2 separate regions of the Danio rerio genome follow, and region 1 is linked to region 2. A link is a contact called in public Hi-C data. All regions are on one chromosome and are shown on one strand. Each heading gives the region's core, a stretch centred on a gene start, on an enhancer-like site or on the middle of the called end of the contact. The rest is flanking DNA. Distances are from core to core; before and after follow the strand shown.

Region 1 (6,685 bases), core at 617-3,116, 48 kb after region 2:
ATCAATAATAGTACTGATACTAATACAAACTCAGAAATTAAGGTACATAATCACTGGGGTGTTACCTTTTTAATTGGTACACTTTTGTACCATACATGTGAATATTATGGCCCGTTTCGACTGAGTGTTACGGTACGGTACGGTTCCCTTTTAAGGCTGTTTCCACTGTCACCTAAAAGCAAACCGTACCACTTTTTGGGTACCCTTTGCAAAGGCTCAAACAAACCTTGTTGTCGTCTTGATGAACAGCCACAAAGCCAAAAATAAGAGCAGAATCTACCCTGTGCCCCGTAGTTTTTTTTACAAGGCCATCTAAAGTGTGTGCAGGTTCACTTTCTTGCTTGACCTGACCACGTGTCTAAATTTTCAAACAGCGAACTTGCTGAGCTAATGATAATAAAGTGCAAGTGATTATTGAAGTGCTTCTGACACCCAATCCTTTAAAAAATGGACAAACGCGAGAGAGAAGCCTGAAAAAACAAAAGAGAAGCCCGACAAAAAAAGGAGCAAATGATAGTTTCAGCATGAACAAACTGCCATGTTTAACTATTATCATCACCTTTTGGACTAATATAAACTCGGAATGACGGATTTACTTTCTAACAAGAGGTTACATATGCTAGCGATGACTAAAGATACAGATGAGAGGTTTGAGCTGACTGTGGGCTATATGTTGCATGTTGTTTTAGAACCCAAATAAGGACTAAATGTATGCTGTGTGTAGTTTTTCTGTAGTTGATAACATATCAGAGACTGTAAGGGGCTGTATGTGTTTTTATATTTTGCATTAATTAATTAATTAATTTATTTATTGTATACAATTGCAAAGGTTACAGTAGGCTATTTCGTTAAACTGCAGTACTAATTAAATCATGTTCATAGAAAGATTAGTAATGAACATTTATACACCAGTATTTGTGTATAAAGCATCGGTTTTGTGAGAAGTGCTTCTCATATGATATGTAAACGACCTGTAACATTACAACTTTACTTTGACATTTCCTTGAGCGAGAATAACGTTGACTGAAACTTTCTGTCATACACCACACCCACCAAAAGAGTACCATTGGTACCCTTTTAGCAGTGGAAATGCAAGCCTGATGAATGTGACACGTACTGTACCACTCAGTGGAACAGGCCATTAGTAGCTTTAGGGTACACTTTTGTTCCCTTAATGTACTATGAGGTACACATTTGTACTTTTTAAGTATTAATATTTACCATTAAGGACCTGTTATGAACAAAAATCTACCTTTTGAAAAGCTACTGGCCCAGAGACAGATTTTGTACCTTTATTTCTGAAAGTGTATGAATTAAGTTTTGTATGATTAGATCTTTTAATATTAAATAATGAGAATAGGAAATATAATTTTTTTTTAAATAAAATATTATATGGTATGGTATATAATATCTTAATAAATACATTTTATACAGGTTTTCAAAAAGCAAAAGTTAAATTGGAAAAACTGTTATCAATAAATAACTGTATAATTAAATTAGCATTTTTTTTTAAATAATTATTTAACAATTGACTTAAAAAAAAAAAAAATAAAAAATAAAAAAAGGTTAACTCTTGGGTGTAACAGTGCACAAAACAAACTTTACCAGTCCACTTTCTTAATAATAAAGAATTTGCCCTACGGTGGAAGAAAACTATGTGTACCGATGACAGGGGTGACCCATAAACTAATATTGATCCAATTAAAATCCTCTGCTACTGTATAAAATCATCCAGAGACCACATCTCTGAAGGATACGGCTCTCAGAATGCTGAAAAGGCAGGAAGGCATGATGGGAATCTGACTCACAGGCTTCAACAAATGCCACAGGGAGGCTCGAATGTCACACTAGAGGGAAATATCTCCTTGGCAATGAGCCTGGCCAGCAGCGCAGATAGTTGACTAAACAAAAGAGTCAGTGTGTGTGCGCATTGCCTCCCACCTCGTTTTCAGAAGGGCCCTTCACCTGACATATAGCAGCACTAATATTGACACTGGCTCCTCTGGGCTCCGATAATTATGATAAACGGGAACAGCAAGGATGTTGCTTTTAAGGATATTTCCGGACTGTGCTTATAATGTTTAAGTTCACGTCCGGTAACTGGTGGACTAGCAGAATGGCATGAATCTACAATTCTGCCAAGTTTCAAAAAATTAGCATGAGGGTACACATGGCAGTCAGAGTAAATGTTTTTATTCACCTTATGTTGACCGAAAGGCATACGTTTTAAAGGTATATCTGTGTTATATATGTGTTTAACCGTCTGTACCTGTGGATGGAGTGTATAGAGATGCCCCCCAGAGTGCTGTCTGTGTCCACGCTCCTGTGAGAGCTGCGACTGGATGCTTTCTCTGAGCCGCTCTTCTTAAAACCTTCAGCAGGGAGATCTGAAATTGCGGAAAATGTGTTTCTTTGTCCTTCTTGCAAGCTCCTTTCTGAAGCTGAAGGAATGTACACGAAGATAAAATTAAATCATGACACAACAAACTAAATACTAGTAATTCTGATAGCCCTATAGGAAGATTTTACACACTAAATGACACTCAGGATAAAAAAGTAGCCCTCTAGGATATGTCTGACCTCTCTTGCTACTTGAGCTGGCTGAGTGTGGAGAGGAGAGAGGTGTGAGAGCTGGTGAACGCTGAGCTCTGTTGCTGTATGCAGATCTGCCACTTAACACATCGTCTGGAGGACTGAAATGACCAAGGCCATTACTGTGGAGAGAAGGCATTCATTTGTTTGTTTTTATTGGCATACCAGCATGTACAGCTGTTTTCACAGTAAAATCTGTGTATGTTTGAATAAACTAATAACATGGAGTAGCAATGAAATAACAACTAACTCACATCATTATAAACTTTACATAAGTAAAAACAGCAGAAACGACAAGCAAGCTAAAACCTTGTCTAGTGGTTTTCATAATGATACATTTTTACAGTAAAGGACATCATCTTTACTGACATCATTATCTCTCAGTAAATATCTGGAATGACCAGCTTGGCAAAAGTAAGTAGTAGAGTTTACATTCATCTTATATACTGCACATACACATGCTATCTATTATTTTTCTGCATGGAAAACATGAAATAGAAAGGATGATGTGACGATAGTCCAACACTGCCCTCTTCAGGCTGATTACTACAATTTGTGCTAAATTAAATCTGTTCTTCCTCTTTATAAGCAATCTCAATTTATAATTTAGGGATTTATTGAGAATTAAAAAAAACAATGTTTACCTGAGCCCATTGGGGCTTCTCTTGGATGCTGATTGGCTACTTGCACGTGAAGAAATGAAGTCATCTTCATAAACGATTCCATCCAATGAGCTGGCACCAGACAAAACAGAGCGGACAGCTGGAGAACTCTTACCACCCCTTTCTTCAAATGCTAAAGCAACAAATAAATGCAATGAAAATATTTAGCAATAAAATTGTACTTATTATATAATTGGCAAAATATTTATGCAAAACGAACACTGAAAATGCAGATTTTTTCCATCATAGGAAAAATTTACATGTACCATACATCTACAATATAGGGTACCTTACATGAAATCAATATATACTGCACGATATTAGAATTTTTAAAAAGATTTTTGATAAATATTTTGTTTTGCTGCAATATGAATATAACATCAGATGATTTGAATAGCTCAATTTGGAAAGATTTTATGAATTTAGTTCGACTTTTTATATGCAGTGCATCTGTACAAAATATCAAATTATTCAAATTACAAGCACATATAAATGCGACAGAGAAAAAATAAAAAGTTCAATAAACAGCACTTTATGGTTTTCTGGGGAGTTAAACCATATTCATATAGAAATTGAACAATCCAATTTAAAATAACATGATTAGCATTGTATCAATAATTGTATTTAATAATATAAAAATAATATTTATTAATATTTTTTAATCTTTAATAATTACTCTAATCCTGCAATGCAACTATTGCAGAAACACACATTGCAATATCGATGCTCAAATAGTAAAATAGTAATGCTCAAATAGTAAATTATTCAACCCTAATACATAACACACATTCGAAATTATATTAAGAAACCATAACCTAAACTGAAAACTCTGTCAATAGAAAACAGCATTCAAATCTCACCTCAAACAACGCTTTTGGTGCGTTCGTGCTTAAACTCTCACAATAATTTTCAGCTGCAAGCAGCAGTTTGCAATCTTATAACATAGTGAAATTATGCTGCAATTATTGTTGTCATAGTCACTATTATTTGTAGATAAAAGTATCATAGAACATGAATATACCTAACTGTCAAATATTTTTGGTTGCATCAATTTAAAAAAGGAATGTAGGTTAGTGCTTTTTATATAGTTCAAAACAAAAATGACAATACAAAAATTTAGCTTTTTTCCTGTAATTTAAAAAATGGGTAGATCTTGCCTTTCAGCAAAAAGTTTGGCATTTTTGGCTAAAAAAGTTTGGTAACCACTTAGTTAAACGGTTAATATGTCACAAACATCCCTTGTTTAAACCAATCAGAGAAAGTGAAGGGCGGTAGAAAGTCCCCTTGTTAAAGAGATATGCAGCTTTAAGCTGACGAGATTATTAATTAATAATTTATATTTCAATATTACCTATATGGATGTCCTTTTTTTCTTTTAAAGTGAACTTGTAAAACTGCGGTGTTAAACGCGATGCAGTCGAAAATTTTGGTGTACCTAACTTCTGTTCTGTTGCACATTTGAAAAAAAATGTTGGCCCACCAGTGCAAAAACTTAGTCTACCGCTCTGTAATATTATAAACAAACTCTTTCCAAAAACGTTGTTCATTGCTAAAATCCTTAACTAATAAATACTAGCTAAAATATAAGCTGGCAAAAACACATTTATTACATTAAATATGATTGAATACAAGTTTTTGAGATTCTCACCTTTCCCATAACCCATGTTCTTTGTAAATATATTAATAACACTGTGGGGGCTTCCCTTGGCCAGTTCTTCCCATGGTCCATTGCTTCCTCCTTGTACAAGACTTAGGGAACTAAAGGGTGGCTGCTTCTCTGCCTCTATCTGAAAGCGTGAAATGGGGTTTAAACTTTCTCCATTCATATAGCCTCCATTAAATCCTGCAGTTGTCAATCTGGATCTGGGCAGCTCCTGCATGTCATCATCAGATATACAGCCCTCGCTCAGCAGAGGACCTTCGCTGATAGAACCACCACTGGAGTCTAGTTCAACTTCCTCAACAACAGGCTTTGGAGGAGAAGGAGTCTTGCGTGCGTTTCTAGATGTGAAGGCAGAGGCCACAGGTGTTTGTTTGACCCCCATTTCTGTCTTTTCCCTAAGGCTGTGCAGGTTGCCCACGCCTGGTAGAGCCTCATCATAGGTGCTCTGACCTGCAGCAAGCAGCCTTTGAATTCTCTCAACCAGCTCATCAGAGTCTGTCCTATTCTCTCTGACCGGTGGGCTGATGGGTTTAGCCCAGCGGTCTTCGTTTGGGATTAAAAGACCTGTGCCTGTATCCCTGGCACAACCGTAGTTTATTCCGACACCTGCAAGTTTGCGTGCCTCGTTCTCAATGCGGCTGGAGAGAGAAGCAGCGGTGGCCTTCAGAGCTTCAATACGGCTCATTTTGTGGCTTGTGGCGGATGGAAGTGACTGGGGTGCTGTTCGGGACTCTCTGCTAGGTAGTGAAGGCTCTTGATCAAGTTCTAAGAGTTGAGAGAAGATATGACCAGAAGAGGGCGGTAGAGCACTGCTGACGTGCAGAGCAGGACTGTGCTGGTCGGACTGCAGCCAGGGCGACCCTCCAAATCCCAAATCATTCCTACAGAAATTAAGAACACAAATTAATGAAATATTATAACAGAGAGATTACCAAAAATCCCACAAATTGATATGCATTCAACATTACTTAACACATGAAAATGAATAGTAAACGTGGCTTAAAGGGTCACCAAATCTCACCAAAAGAGCTCAAGAGAAGAGCAGCTTAAGCATTCAGATTTACTTCATTTTGTGAAGCTTCACTTCACAGCAGAAACCACCAACTACATGCACTTAGGGGTGGCCATGGAAACCGATAAAGGCTAGAAACAAACACTCCTTGCTAAGCAGCGAGCCGACAGATTAATATGTTCTTACAGAACTACCTGCAATAAGAGCATGTCGTCTGTGTAAGGGAATACCAATGATCTGCCGTTTGGGGAACAGGGATATTTAATGAATCTGTTGTTATAAAAATGTACAAAAGAAAGCTCTAAGGGGAAAACTAAAATTTGATGAATGGTCTTTATGTTGGAAAACCAAAAAAAAAAAAAAAAAAAAAAAAAAAAGATTTTGTGACAGACAATTTAAAGGAATCTGTGCATTTTACCTGGAGAAAGGCGGCTGGCTTTGCTCTGGTAGGGACAGATCACTGCTGGAGGTGGCACTTTGAGGTCGATCATGTCTTTTGTTTTCTTTATCAGACTCTCCAGACGGCTGGTAAACTGGTCTTGGCTGCAATGTAACATCAGAAACACTTAAAACAGCAGCAGTTGATTATGGGTTTAGCTAATGTCTAGAACCCAGGGTGTCCAATAATCAATCCTGATATTTAGTTCATGATCACATAACATAATTAGTTCATGGTTTACATAATAAAACATAAAGAAGGCAAAAGTATAATTTTACCTAGAGCAAATAAATGTTTTATTTATATTTTATTCCATG
Region 2 (7,047 bases), core at 1,447-3,946:
GGTGTGACTAGATAACTCCACACGCAGAGAGTAATGAAGCGCTGACTCCAGATCAGACATATACACACGCGACCTGTATCCATAAACACAAGCTCCATGTAGGGTTATTACTGACATTCGGTGCACCATTTAAATCAAAAAGGCCAAATGACATAATAAAGTATTGTTAAATATAGGGAAGCTTGTTTCCACCACAAAATAAAAAATAAAGAAACATTTAAATAAACTAAACCAATTTTTTTTATATCTACTGTTTATATTTTTCCTCAGAATTTTGATTGTGTAATTCAGATTTTTTCATGTGCCACTGTAAAGTTTTTTTTCTACAGATTTCTAAGTTTACACCAAGTCTGACTTTTCAGACTCTTCAGACTGCAAGGTCTGCAAAAATGACTTTTCCCTTTTCACACTTTTGACTTCTCACTCAGAATTTGAAAATTTCACAATTCAGGTCTTTTCCCCAGAAAAATTCATTTCCATCTCATAATTTAAATTCTTTTCTGCATTTCTATTTTACTTGTACCCTTAAATTCAGATTTTCCATCTCACAATTCAGACTTTAGGCGGCGCAGTGGGTAGCGCTGTCACCTCATAACAAGAAGGTCGCTGGTTTGAGTCCCGGCTGGGTCAGTTGGCATTTCTGTGTGGAGTTTGCATGTTCTCCCCATGTTGGCATGGGTTTCCTCAGGGTGTGGAGGAATGCGCTATAGGTGAATCGGGTAAGCTAAATTGTCTGGCAGTTCATTCCGGTGTGGCGACCCCAAATTAATAAAGGGAATAAGCAGAAAATAAAATGAATGAATAAATGAATGAATGAATGAATGAATTAATTAATTGATTTATTTAAAAAAATTAAGATTTTTCCCATATTTCTGAGATTTCTGAGTGGAGCTGTGGATTTGTTCTTCAGTGTTTGGACTTTCCACAGTGAAAATAAACCACACTTAACCTAAACTAAACTGAACTTCATCTCTAAAATCTGTATTTTACTAGAACTGTGTTAAGTGACACAATCTACATTGTGAAAGCGCTATAGAAATAAACATGAATTGAATTAAAAATCTTGCAATTATTTTTTTCAGAAAAAAAAGCCAGATTCTAATCACATAACTGATTACATCACATAACACATAACTGAATTTATCCCCCACAAATCAAAACTGTAAAACTCTAACTCCAACCCCAAACTGGAAAAAATAAAGAAAGAATCATGAGAAACAAACTTTCATGCAGAATGCTTTAACGATATTCTATCACTATTGTAGAAAACCATACATTATAGAACTTGTAAATGATACTTTGACTGATAAAAGTTTAAGTATTCAAAATATTAAAAGTTCAAAATATTTCAAAGACCGATTCTTTTAATTTTTAGCTTCTTACAATTACAGTTTAATATTTAGCATCCTATAACATTTGTGCATTTATCCAGACACTATAAATAATTGTTGTATTTAAGTTAAGCACTAATATCAGAGCTGTCAAACAATTTATCATATCCAAAATTAAAGTTTGCATTTAAATAAATGTGTGTGTAGTCACTGTGTATAAATAATGTGTATATATAATTAAAACTATTTATTAAAAAAAAAAATATATATATATATATATATATATATATATATATATATATATATATATATATATATATATATATATATATATATATATATATATACACACACACACATATATATACATATATATATATACACATATATATATATATATATATATATATATACACACATATATATATATACATATATATATGTGTGTATATATATATATATATGTATATATATGTGTGTGTGTGTATATATATATATATATACATATATATATATATATATATATATATATATATATATATATATATATATATATATATATATATATATATATATATACATACACACACACATATATATACATATATATATATACACATATATATATATATATATATATATATATACACACATATATATATATACATATATATATGTGTGTATATATATATATATATGTATATATATATATATATGTATATATATGTGTGTGTGTATATATATATATATATATACATATATATATATATATATATATATATATACATACACACACACACATATACATATATATATATATATACATATATATATATATATATATATATACATACACACACACACATATACATATATATATATATATATATATATATATATATATATATATATATATATATATATATATATATATATATATATATATATATATATGTATATATATATATATATATATATATATATATATATATATATATATATATATATAAAACTTTGTATTAGACATAAATATTTAAATTATAAATAAAAACAAGCCTTTTCTCAAATATATACATGTATTTATACATATACAATATAAATATCTACAGTACATACATACTTACAATGTAAATAAATTTTTTTATGTGATTAATCACAATTAATCTACTGACAGCAATAAGTAATATGTAAAGCATGTCTAAAAATTAAAAAATATTATTATTGGTTGATAAAGTATGCACTAACTTGTTAAATGGCCTCCATTCCTGCAGAGTGGAGTTCTTGATGAGTTCAGTGATGGGAGTTTGGTGTTTTCCAGTCCGCACTACTCCTGGCAGCCTCTGGAGGGCGTACGAGTAGAAGGTTCGAGCTTCTTTGAGTCTGAAAAAGAAAAAAAAGAAAGAATAAGGGCCACATAACCACTAACACGACCTCAAGTATGTGAAAACAAGTATGTGGAGTGGATGTCAGTGGTTGCCAGACTCCAAATAAGCTCAGAGTCCATGTTTATAGAGCTGCTGCTTGCTGAATCAGCTCAGTTTGGGACAGGGATTAAGAGGAGTTAAAGGTTAAGGCTAGAGCCAGAGGCAGTCATTCTATGTGCAAATATATACTACACTGTTATACAGTATGCAAAATGCAGTTCATCAAATGAGTAGAGCTTGCACTCTTAAAACATCGGGTGAAAAATGAACTAGTGCATCAGATGTGACAGCGATTATCATAATAGATTTCAAATTTGGCATTACTTTATTACAATTTTATAAACAAATAATCAAAGACACATGCTCAACAACACTAAAGGCTATTTGCTTGGCAAGAAACAGCTCCTAAAGTACTGTACAAAACAATATATAAATCATTCAATCAGATTTAGTTGAAATTTTAAAATGTCTCCATTTTAATAGACCCAGATTTTTTTTTGTAAAACAAGCTTAATAGACAAATAGAGTGGCAAGGTGATTCTTACAGTGTATATTTTCTGCTAAATCACATACTTAAATTTACACAATAAAAAAAAAGTATTTTTATAGGTTTGTTCACTTTATTTGATCAAAAATACAGCAAAAACTATTTTTGTAATTTTTTTTAAAAATATAAACAACATTTTGTGGTATATTATTTCAATTAAAATACACACCCTTGCTGAATGAAAGTATTGATTTTTAAAAATTGGGATTACAGTAGGGCTAGGCTATTAATCGAATAGTAATCAAAATCATCATTGCGAACCAATAATCGATCAAATTTTTCCAATTACTTACCTGACCTCATGTGGAGTCACGTGACCCTGCTCTGTTTGTTACTATTGTGTTACTATGCACCACAATGACGATGGTTGGAAGCTGTGCCACAGATTCCATGAGACGACATATTTTCCATTACATCAAAATTATTATTTAAATTAAAATATTTGTTTACAGAAGATGCAAGAAATGCACCATTTAAATTATTATTTACAGGATATGCAAGAGTTATTTAGAAGAGATACTGCTTGTTTTCTATTATTTAAAATCAAAAACATTGAAAATAATTGCTTTTATTTTCAAAAGCACAAGTTATTCATTTTTTCTTTTTTATAAAAAACAGTGACTGTTCATTTTAGCCAGTGTGTGTTTAATTTCAGATGTTTTACTGTGATGTTCAATAAATAATCAAAGATAGTAGATAGTGTGTGTTTTCTTTAATTATTTTAAAATCAAGTAATGCACCCTTCATTTAGAAATCTCTGTCTTGTAATATGTGAGCACATTTACTGTACAAAACCTGAGGGCAAAAAATAAATAAATGAAATAACCGTTCATTAATCTTAATCGAGTTAAAATGTTCAATAATTCAAGATTTTGATTTTAGGCCAAATCGCCCAGCACATTAGTGAACTACATTACAGATAAGATTCAAAAATCTTTAGTTTTTATTAATAATGTTACCATGAATTTAAACATTAAAAACACCTCTTTATTTTAATAATATATGAGACAATACTATTTAACAGAACTGGGATGAGACGAACATCTGTATATTTATTATAACAAACAAATATTAATCAATATTAACAAATAATTTGCTCTTTAATTGCTATTGATTATATAAACTAGTGCTGGACAAAGATTATTCGCATTCAAAATAATAATAATCATATATATAGTTTAAAACATTAAACGGTGCCTTTAATTTAGAAATAAAACCTTGTGTTGAATTAGCTATTTGTGGTGTACCAGAGCACAAAATATCATTGACAAACAAAGAAAAAAATGTTATCGCCTTTGCTACTTTGTTAGCAAAGAGAAGAATACTAATTGAGTAGAAATCAGCAGCTTTATCTAAAGCTTCAATGTGAATGTGTGATCTGATTTTATATTTGAAATGAGAGAAAATTTCATTTTTAATGAAAGAATCTGTCCAAAAAAAAATGTACGAGACATGACAACCTATTATCACATTTTTTGAAAAAAAAAATAATGAAGACTCCCTTTTAACGGATTTATATAAAGAAATCTGTTCAAACAGGTTTAAATGTGATGACCAATATGGTTTGGTTTATTGATTAGGTAATTATTTATTTGAATTATTTTCACAATTGATATTGTATAACTGTAAATGTATACAATACTGTAAAGTTTATTTTTAATTTATAATTTTTAATTTTTGAATTCACACACACACACACACACACACGCACACGCACACGCACACGCACACGCACACGCACACGCACACGCACACGCACACGCACACAAAGCAAGATATAAATATATAAACAATTTTGCTACATAGATATTAAAATTTGTATCATATGCACATATATTTTACATGTAAATATAAAGAAAAGCATTTTGTCTAATAAACATGCATGCCTGTGTGTAAAATGTATGTTTATATAGTTATATTGATGTTTATATAATAAACATACACAGTACACACACTTTAATTATGTCAAAACAAACTTTGGATGTGATTAATCTTTGTCCAGCGCTAGTATTAATCATTGTTAACTGATGAACAAATGAACTTTATCTTACTATTTGTTTTTAAACACTCCTACTAGTCAACTTCTATTTTACGTTTTAATAAGTGACTGTAGATGACTGAGACAAAACGAAGAAAAAAAAATGACATCGTAATTAAAACCCTTCTAAAGAATTCTTGAAAATAATATTTAATACAATAATAGTCACGTCTTCCTCCTCAAAAAACTGAAATATGCCTAGGAATGCAGTGTGGCTGATAAGTATGCTTACTCCTACATCTCTCTTCTGCTGTTTTCCACCATCATCCATTAACCTCTCTCTCTCTCTCTCTCTCTCTCTCTCTCTCTCTCTCTCTCCTCAGATGAACAGATGGTAGGTGTGTCACACTGATGAGATGTCATTACTGATCATTACCCTCTCCGATAACCCTGGCAATCAAACAATAAACACCACTGCGCCTTTCTGAGTCTCCAGCACATGCAGACACACAGTCTCTCATCTACCCAAGCTTCAATCAACCCTCTTCAGAGACACACGACCAAGCCGGATGTCCCTTGGGTCTGATGGCACGCTTCTGAAACCAGGAGATCCAAAAGATAGCGAGCGCGTGTTTATTTTTATTTTTTGTGTGTGCATGCAACACAAGATCAATCACGCATTCAGACCTGACGGCGCGCCATCTGTTGCTCTGCAGTGCTGGGACTGTTTGGCAGGTGAAGCGCAGAAAAAAAGCACTATTGTTTTGGAGTAGAAGATTAAAACCCCCCTTAACACACACGCGTGCACTATCGAGGAGGATAGAAACAACATAAAACGACCATAAATCATTGCTCTTTAGCATTTGTCATCTAAAAAGCCCCACACCCGTGCCAAGTTATTTTTCTCAAATAAGCATAACAAAAGCAAGCAAACCTCTGATTTATGCTCCCGGTTAGAAATGATTATGAAAGCTCTGTGATCTTGAATAATTGTGCATATTCAAATGCTGTTGTCTCATTAACGTGGCCAGATGTTTCTACTGCAGTTGCTAATCATTGTAAAAGTGAAAAGAAGGAATCAGGTAAATGGTAAATGCTTTTATTATCGAACAGCGTAAAGCTCTCGCTCATGTTAATGTACTCTGAAAGAGAGATTGAAGGGGAAGCATGTTATTTTGGAGCCTCCAGTGTTCTGATTTTATTTATTTTTTTCAATTGTTTTGATCAAAAGCAGGACAAAATCAAGATGTCAGGCTTCTAAAAAAGTCCTTGCACATCTCGCCTCAAAAAGGCACAATCTGATGTAAAATTTTGTTCCATAAGATAACAGGGTTTCTGTAGGTTTCAACAAGTTAAATTTAAGACTTAAAGATGTTTTTAAGACCATTGTGAATGAAATTTTTGATTTATACAGGGCTAAATGCTTAGGATTTTTTTATATCCCAGTTGGAAAAGATTTTTACTTGCCCTATCAAAAAATCATTATAATATAATACATTTATTAATACAATAATAACAATAATTTAATAATAAACAATATCCAGGTCAGTATCCTTAGCAGTAAATAAATGGAGAACGTTTAAACAAATGTTACTGTAAGGAAAGTAATATGGTAAATAGAGTCAAAAATTTATTGAGATGGATTGTAGGTGATTGTACGAGTGGTAATGGACAGATTGAGCAGCTATATATATATATATACATACATATATACACACACATATATATATATATATATATATACACACACACATATATATATATATA

The links. A called contact is a pair of places that touch in the nucleus more often than the background predicts.
Region 1: a Hi-C map of an unstated tissue shows a contact between it and region 2, with 2.3 times the contacts expected there. The contact joins two enhancer-like sites. A contact is called at or near these places in 2 of 18 Hi-C or Micro-C datasets (caudal fin and an unstated tissue).

What each region holds. Positions count from the first base shown.
Region 1 is chr8:16,347,060-16,353,744 of GRCz12tu, forward strand. It overlaps cep350 (centrosomal protein 350), which reads right to left. Exons shown (of 39, transcript XM_073910149.1): 12 at 6,348-6,472; 13 at 4,903-5,798; 14 at 3,237-3,387; 15 at 2,581-2,714; 16 at 2,270-2,441. Among named protein-coding and RNA genes, the nearest start is that of cep350, 23 kb to the right of the region's middle. Within about 2 kb of position 1,867, at least 9 of the 62 cell types and tissues checked have an H3K27ac peak or open chromatin away from gene starts, as enhancers often do.
Region 2 is chr8:16,298,510-16,305,556 of GRCz12tu, forward strand. It overlaps qsox1 (quiescin Q6 sulfhydryl oxidase 1), which reads right to left. Exons shown (of 12, transcript NM_001128364.1): 7 at 2,577-2,711; 8 at 1-73. Among named protein-coding and RNA genes, the nearest start is that of qsox1, 17 kb to the right of the region's middle. Within about 2 kb of position 2,697, at least 7 of the 62 cell types and tissues checked have an H3K27ac peak or open chromatin away from gene starts, as enhancers often do.